2 separate regions of the Callithrix jacchus genome follow, and region 2 is linked to region 1. The links are chromatin contacts, called in public Hi-C maps. All regions are on one chromosome and are shown on one strand. The core of a region is the stretch at or near the end of the contact, and the rest is flanking DNA. Distances in the headings are between cores, read along the strand shown. Region 1 overlaps ABLIM1 (actin binding LIM protein 1). Region 2 overlaps ABLIM1 (actin binding LIM protein 1).

The links. Hi-C and Micro-C count contacts between places; a contact is called where the count stands out from the background.
Region 2: a contact with region 1 is called in a Hi-C map of skeletal muscle, with 6 times the contacts expected there. The contact joins two enhancer-like sites. A contact is called at or near these places in 3 of 3 Hi-C or Micro-C datasets (induced pluripotent stem cells and skeletal muscle).

What each region holds. Positions count from the first base shown.
Region 1 is chr12:107,494,449-107,498,562 of calJac240_pri, reverse strand. The region is part of intron 4 of ABLIM1 (actin binding LIM protein 1); the gene reads left to right. Among named protein-coding and RNA genes, the nearest start is that of AFAP1L2, 150 kb to the right of the region's middle. Within about 2 kb of position 1,317, at least 1 of the 16 cell types and tissues checked has an H3K27ac peak or open chromatin away from gene starts, as enhancers often do. A contact at or near this core is called in skeletal muscle, where this site is marked.
Region 2 is chr12:107,643,149-107,647,372 of calJac240_pri, reverse strand. The region is part of intron 1 of ABLIM1 (actin binding LIM protein 1); the gene reads left to right. Among named protein-coding and RNA genes, the nearest start is that of ABLIM1, 72 kb to the left of the region's middle. Within about 2 kb of position 1,837, at least 6 of the 16 cell types and tissues checked have an H3K27ac peak or open chromatin away from gene starts, as enhancers often do. A contact at or near this core is called in skeletal muscle, where this site is marked.

The sequences.
Region 1 (4,114 bases), core at 68-2,567:
ACGAAACTAATGAGAATCTAAAATGCCTTCCCCAGAAGCTGACAATGGGCCATTTAAAATTTTTTTAAAGGGAAGCAGAAATAGAAGCTATCTTAGCTTATTGCAGGTATCCGGACAGTAGAGACATCGAGTGTTTACATGTGTGTGCCTGAAATTCGGCTAGGTAATTACATATATTACATAGCCTGGGAAAGCAGGTATTGCTAACCTACCCATTTTACAGTTGAAAAAACTGAAGCCCAGCAGTTGCCCAGTTTGCCCAGGGTCCCTCCATTCAGTGTCAGAGCGGGAATTTGACTCCAGTGCTCTTCAGCTCAAAATCTTTAACTGCTGTGAGTTACCCAGTTAGTATCTAGAATAGGCCAAGACACACGGAGAACAAAACAATGAAGACTTATTTTTTCCTATTGCTACTTTTATTATCCTGTATCAGAGCTCCCTTTTCCGCCTGAATGAAATCTTTTTTTTTTTTTTTTTTTTGAGACGGAGTTTCACTCTTGTTACCCAGACTGGAGTGCAATGGTGCGATCTCGACTCACTTCAACCTCCGCCTCCTGGGTTCAGGCAATTCTCCTGCCTCAGCCTCCTGAGTAGCTGGGACTACAGGCGCGCACCACCATGCCAAGCTAATTTTTGTATTTTTAGTAGAGACGGGGTTTCACCTTGTAGACCAGGATGGTCTCCATCTCTTGACCTCGTGATCCACCCACCTCGGCCTCCCAAAGTGCTGGGATTATAGGCGTGAGCCACCGCACCCGGCCCCTGAATGAAATCTTTTAGAGGCAGGGTCTCACTCTGTCACCCAGGCTGGAGTGCAATGCTGTGATTATAGCTCACTGCAGTCTTGAGCTCCTGGACTCAAGCAATCCTCCCACCTCAGCCTCCAAAGTAGCTAGGACTTGCAGTCCTAGCACTGCCGCACCTGGCTATTTTATTTTTTTGTAGAGATGGGGTCTCATTATGTTGCCTAGACTGGTCCTGAACTCCTGGCCTCAAGCAATGATCCTTCTTCCTTGGCTTCTCAAGGTGTTAAGATTTAAGGTGTGAGCCACTGCCCAATCTGATGATAACTTAGATCGTGTATCTTTCTTGTGACTTTCAGCTCTTCAAAGTTCAGTCCAGTTAAAAATTCTCTTCCCACATCCATTTCGGAGCTTCACCCTTTCCTAGGTCAGGCCCATCCCCAGTTGGAAACCTACAATGAGGCTGGTCTTTCTTATCTCCTTTCTATCCTTTAGGGATCCTCTGGGGTCTTGGAAAGGAGGGTAGGGGATTAGAAGTTGAGGGGACAAGGTGTTAAACTGCATTATCGTGCTTCTTTCTAACGCTGGCTGGAGATTTATAGTGGGATGAGGGGTAGATTTTGAGCTTGGACAGAAGTGCAATTCCTGGTTAATCTCTTGCAACCTGCCCTTCCCCCTTTCCCAGAATCAGGCCCTGCTTCCTCATGGTCTCCTCATAGCTTGTTACTAATGAAGTCCCCCCTCCTCCCTACTCAGCGGGCACCTTTCGCACGTGGGCTCATCAAGATGCTTGGGTGTGGGTACCATCCATGGGACATTCACACACCTCCAGCGAGCTGAACAGTGGAAGTTCACACCACATCACTTCTGTCTTCTCCTTCACCTGCCATCAAGAGTGGCTGCTGCCAGTTTCCTGCCTTCCCTGTTAAGTAGGCTCCAGACTTTATGTCCACGAATGCTTTCAAGCTCCAGGATACATCAAATGCTTCTCTTGGATGCCACGGCAGTGCTAGGGCCTGAGCTTTTCCACTCAGTAAACATCTAGGTAGAGAGTGGGAGGCTGTCCCTCCTTCTAACAGGATCCTCTAATCCTTGCAGCAGAGCAGAGGGGAATACCACTCTCTTGCTGTGTGGAGAGCTCCCTGCTGACCTCAGCTCTCTGTTTTCCAATGTCTGATTTCAGAGTTAGGTGGGCCACAGGGTTGATAGTCATCAGGTAGATTCCACCATCTTCTGGTAAGTCCTAGAAGGATCTTCCTAGCACCCTTCTTTGGAAGATGGAATACTCCCATCATTCTCAGCTCTGAGGTTTTAGCCAAAAGTTCCAAGATACTAGGAAGACTCCCATACTGTATTCTGGAAGCTTTGATCCTGGCCAGGTAGTTGCTCTGAATGGCAGTTACTACCTTTATAAATGACTCTGCACATTTGAAGCATGCAGGCCTGGGAAGGTAGGGGCGGCTGGGAATTTAGCTACCACATGGTTCTCTTTTTTTATAGCTAGTTCCATGTCCTCAGCCTTCTTTTCCAGAGAGGCATCTTCACAGAATAAGACATCTTTGGGGCCCTTATTCATCTCAAATGGGAAATTCCAGGAAGGCAGAAATAGTTCTCAAGAAGAACATAGGTTTCCTGGCTGAGAGGAGCTTCAGTGCTGCCCAGGAGATGACTTCTCTCTTAGCTTGGGAGCACCCATCTTTGTCCTGAAAGCCATATGTCCCTTTCTTCAACTTAAATACTTTTGCAGCCCAGGTGTCCATAGCCCTGTGCTAAAATCTTACACAAATAAATAAATAAAAATAACTAAATATATTAAGAGAGACAAGATCCCTATTGTTAAGGATTAATTGCGTTTGAACAAAATGATACCAATTTGGAAGCAGGTGTGTACATAGATGTTAATTTAACCTGGAGGCTGGGCACGGTGGCTCATGCCTGTAATCCCAGCACTTTGGGAGACTGAGGCAGGCAGATCACGAGGTCAAGAGATCGAGACCATGGTGAAACCCTGTCTTTACTAAAAAATATACAAAAATTAGCTGGGCATGATGGCACATGCCTGTGGTCCCAGCTACTTGGGAGTCTGAGGCAGGAGAATTGCTTGAACCCGGGAGGTGGAGGTTGCAGCCTGGCATCTGGCAACAGAGCAAGACTCTGTCTCAAAAAAAAAAAAAAAAATTTAACCTGGACATGAGTAGCCAAATCCCTTTTTTCTGGCTTTTGATGCCAAGAGTGAAGGCCTCAGGGTCAAGTGTTTAAGATCAGGCATTTGCTGTTTCTTTTTTCCACATTAGGTCATTGTTTTTCCTGGGTAGGACACTGGTGAGTAGCACGTGGGTTTTATTTCCTCGATGCTGCTCCATATTCACCTATTTCTGACATTGGCAATAATTTCAGTGCCAATCACCAGCTTTCTATATTTGTCGGCAGCTGCTTCAGTGATGTGGAAACAATTTTCTCAACAGCTGAAAAACATGAAGATAGAGAGTAGGACATTTTGTTCTTTATGAACGAGCTTAGTTGGAATGAGCGTGAAAGGAGGGAGCAATCCAGCACCAATCTTTTGTCTCCGCATCTTTTCCACTCTCTCCAGCACAATGTCAGGCTCGAGTGAAGCCCATGGCTTTGTCCAGACAGGAGTGGGTAGTCTCTGTGAAATACACCAGGATACTTCAGGTCAGGATTCTGACATGGGCTGGTATTCCCTTATCTAGGAGGTGCTCTTTGTTGAATTGCTCGATTTGTATCATAAGGTTTGGCAGAAAGGAGGCTTAACCCTAGCCTTTACTTCCAGCCCAACCTTACCAGCTGGTTGGCTTTAAGCATTCAGTGAATATTTTTCTGTAAAACATGTACAGTGGCTGTTTCCCATGAGGCACCTGCAGGGCACGGAGGATCTGAGCGGCATAGACACCACCCATGAAGTCAGAGGGCTTCCAGTCTGCAAGGCACTCTGACGAACGATTGTGGAGACTAAATGGTACCATGTTTACAAAGCCTTCACATGGTACCTGATTCTAGAAAGCCCCCAGTGCATAATGATCATAGTGGTGAGGCAGAAAAATAGGATCTAGAGACTGGGAGCCTAAGGGAAACTGCAGCTGACTTCTTAAAATTAAACCCAAGGAAAACTTCTGTCTCTAATTAGTCATGGGCCAATCCTTCACTTCAGCCTCTGATTGGTTGCAGGTCGAGGTTCCACTTCAGCCTCTGATTGGCCATGAGCCAGTCCTTCATTTGTTTCTGGTATATCTCCACTTCAGCCTCTGATTGGCTGCAGGCCAAGCCCTCAAGACTTTCTATCCCCTAACAGTGATCCTTATTATGTTCAAGTTGTGTCTTGGCTTCTTTCATAGCTGTGGGATGTCTGA
Region 2 (4,224 bases), core at 588-3,087, 150 kb before region 1:
TTTTTCAGTAAGATTGCATAAAAGTTAAGCAGAATCCTTCTCTGTGTGAAAATTTCTTAGTTTCTCCACACGCTGAATTGGTTTCTTGTGACATCATGGTGGTTGCCAAGTCCCATGGTAGCCTGAGTTCTTTTTCCTTCTTGGGAACCTGAACTGGTCTCTGATAGCTTTTAGGGTCTTCTCTATATGCTCAGAGTTCTAAAATTCCACTAGGATATTTCTAGCTGTTTTTGTCATTTTTCTTCATCCTATTCAGCACTTGGTTTGCTCTTTCATTTTGAAACTTGTGTCTTCCTTCAGCGCTGGAGAATTTTGTTTTTTTTTAGTTTCTCTCCTTTACTTTCTTTGTTCTCCTTTTTGGAACTCCTAGTCAATGGATACTGAACCTCTTCCATATCTCTTGATTCTTATATATATATATAATCCATTAACTTCTTTTTATATATAGATATAAAGTATTTATAACTATATAAAAATATATAAAATATTTATATATAATATATATTATATATATTATATATTGTATATATATTAATCTATGTAATATATATTATATATATAAATATATATATATATTTTAATTGCCTTTATTTTGCTCTACTTTATGGGAGGGTTTCTTGACATTTTGTTTTGTGGCCTGTCTGTTGCATTTCTTTTTATTTTCATAATCATCATTTTAAAAAGATTTCTATAAACTCTCTTTTTCTCTGATTGCTCTTTTAATTTTTTTCCCAGTTTAACTTCATGGATACAGTGTGTTCCCAAGAACTGTAGAGGATATAAATTTGAAGTTTTATTTAGAGCCTTTCTTCTGTTGCTTAAATTATCTGTTTTCTCTAGAATCATGTGTTTCTGTATTCATCTTGGTCCAATTATGTGCTTTTGTTTTCCTTAAATGCCTTAGTGATTTTTTTTTTCATATATGTCAATTAATTAATGGGGGATTAATACAGAGATTTCTATGTGGGGGATCAATTTTTCCTTTTGTCTTTTTGCTGGTATAATTTTCCTCTATAGTTGTGTTAGTTTCTACCACAAGAGACCTATAAAATGTAACATTCTATATATTCAATAATATATGGATTTAAAATCATTTTTACTTTAAAGCACTTATTTATCATGTACCAAATGAAATGGCCAAATGATCTTTTAAAACCCTAAGGAAGATGGTAGAATTTCATGTTAATGTGAGAAGGTTTTGAGAACCAACTTTAATGCTTGATATGGGGAATAGCTGGATTACTGAAATTGAAAATTAGGGCTATCTGAGTTAACGGATTTATTGATGGGCATGGGTTTTCTTTTTAAGAGAAAATATCACTTTGGCTCTGTTTATATTGTGTCATGGTTTGGATACCTATAAACCCCAGATACTGAATTTGTTTTTAGAAGCCACAGGCACACACCCTGTGTGAAGTGAGCACCTCCTGACAGGTTTGCGCTGTGCCGGTTTTCCTCCCTCCTACTCACTGGCATTTGCGGTGCTGCTGCCCCAGGCTGAGTGGGCTGGCCCGGAGGCTGGCTCTGGTCCCTGGCCTCGACTGCTGGGCAGATCAGCTGCTCGGGAAGCTGCGTGCCAGCTCCTAAAGGCTGATCACCACTTGCCCCAGGCTGGAGAGGCCTTGCAGGCTCCAGATCAGAGTTCTTCATTTTAGTTTGTACTTTTTAGTAACTGGTTGTGCCTCTGACTCAGACTGTTTTATAAGTGCCACTTATATTTCTCAAAAAGCCAGAGTGGCCTTACTTAAGCTGTGATGAGTGGAGTGTGGGGAGGAAGGTGGGTTGGGATAGTGGACTGTGAGGCTGAGAATTGTTTCTCTCTGATCCCATGGAGCAGAAATGAGAAGGGAAGGGTGTGTTTTGTGTCTGGCCTGGAATTCTGTTCTCTTCCTTCCTCCCCCAGAGTACCCTGAGTCATGAGGCTTAGAGATTCAGATTACTATGAATTCTAGTTCTTATTGAATCCAGACTGGACCAGAAGGCCTCAGCAGCTGTAAGACTTAGTGATAATGGAGGAAAAGATCCATTCAGCATCTGTTATGAGTTGAATTATGTCTCCCACGAATTCCTATATTGCAGCCCTAACTCCCAGTATCTCAAGATGTGACTATATTTGGAAAAAGTATCTATAAAGAGGTAATGTAGTAAAAATAGGCCAATCCAGTATAAATGGCATATTAGTCTGTTTTCGCAATGCTGATAAAGATACAACTGAGACTGGGTAATTTATAAAGGAAAAGAGGTTTAATGGACTCACAGTTTTATGTGGCTAGGGAGGCCTCACAATCATAGCAGAAGGTGAAGGGCACGTTTTACATGGTGGCAGGCAAGAGAGAATGAGAGCCAAGTAAAAGGGGAAACCCCTTAGAAGACCATCAGATCCCATGAGATTTATTCACTACCACCAGAACAGTATGGGAAAACTGCCCCCACGATTCAATTATTTCCCACCACATCCCTCCTACAGCACATGGGAATTATGGGAGCTGCAATTCAAGATGAGATTTAGGTGGGACACAGCCAAACCATATCAAATGGTGTCCTTATAAGAAGAGGAAATCTGTAAGAGACAGAGAGATCAGACACATCCGTGCAGTGAAGGTCATCCATGTGAGGATGCAGCAAAAGGGCCATCATCTGCAAGCAAGATGAGAGGGCTTAGAAGAAATAAAACCTGCCAGCATTTTGGTCTTGGATTTCTAGCACTTGTGGTATTTTGTTGTTGTCATCTTAGCAACTAATATAGTGTTTTTAGCCAATGAATCTTTCTTTGTTCCCCGCTGCCCTCTCCAGGGAGGGAGGAGGGAGGCATTCCCTGGGTGGAGCCTGGGCAAGGAGCCCTCATCACTAGATCCTAAAACCTGTGTCTCTGACTTTCCATAGACACTGGGGTTATCAAGGAAAGATTTTTGACTCATCTTGTCAAATTCTCAACTATTTGGATATCAAACTTGGGTAAAGACCTAATGTGTGAAATCAGGGAAGCTGTAATTAGGAGAATTTCACAGATGTGCAAGAGTAATATCGTATAGGATGTTAGCTGAGATGTGTTGATGAGCATCAGTTGCCACAGTGATGGTGCAATGGCAATAGAAGTCTGTAAACTCTGGTTTCCCAAAGAAAGTGACATCCTAATAATCTCTTATGATTAGAGATCAAAATTTGAGGTGCCTTGGTTTGGTTGCACAAAGCTTCATAAATGGAACTCCTTCTTTCTGTTGGATGTGTTTTATTTCCAACAGAGATAAAATGCCATTGCATTGTCTTCAATGTGATTACATTGGCATTTCTAGCAGCAGAATTCTTTAATTTGAAAAGGTTATTGAATTGTAATGGACCCAGTTCTAACCTAAATTTCAGGTTGGTGACTTTGTATAATTCACTCACTCTCTGTGTTTCAGTTTTTCTTATCTAAAAAGGTAAGAAAAACTGCTCCCTAGTTCACAGATACATTATTTTGATGTTGTGGGAATGGGGTTTGAATTGTAGAAAGAGAGTGGATTTCAAAAAGGCCTTTTGCCCCCCATTTAATTTGGTCTTGAGAAAATGATGTAGCCTCAGTTCTCTCTTCTCTGAAATGGGGATAGTAATGGTTACTCCAGTGGACGGTGTATTAAATGAGAACATACGGAGAGTACCCTACATTGATTAGCGTATGTTTTAAGGGCTCGATAAATGTTAGTGTTTGATGATGGTGATGGTATTTTAAAATCATTGAAATTACTAACAAGAGGGGAGCTAGTTGCTTTAGTTACTTAAGTATTATGCTGTCCCTTAAAGGGGCATCTGCTTAACAGACGGTTAGTTGACCATTTAGCACGAGGCTAATGGAAAGGAGTGTAAGATTTAGGATAATGTATGGCGATGTAACTAGAGAATGAGGTCTTGTTCTTTTGACCTACAAATGCTAAACTCTCAGTATATACCATCAAGCGGGCTTCCGCTAACTGCAAAATGCACATAAATTCCCTGGAATCTTGTTGAAATGCGAATTCTGATTCTGTACATGGGGGTCAGGTTGGGTGCTGACATTCTGCATTTCTAAGAAGTTCCCAGGTGAGGGCGCTGCTGCGGCTCCAGGTTCTGGTTTTGAGCAGCAGTGAGGTCCCCGAGTAGAAGGTAGAGCTAGCTAAGATCCCAATCTGTAAGTTTCACTTTTTATCAACCAATTATTATTGTCTATTAACTTACATTAAACTTCAAAAACATTTCATTTTGACTTTT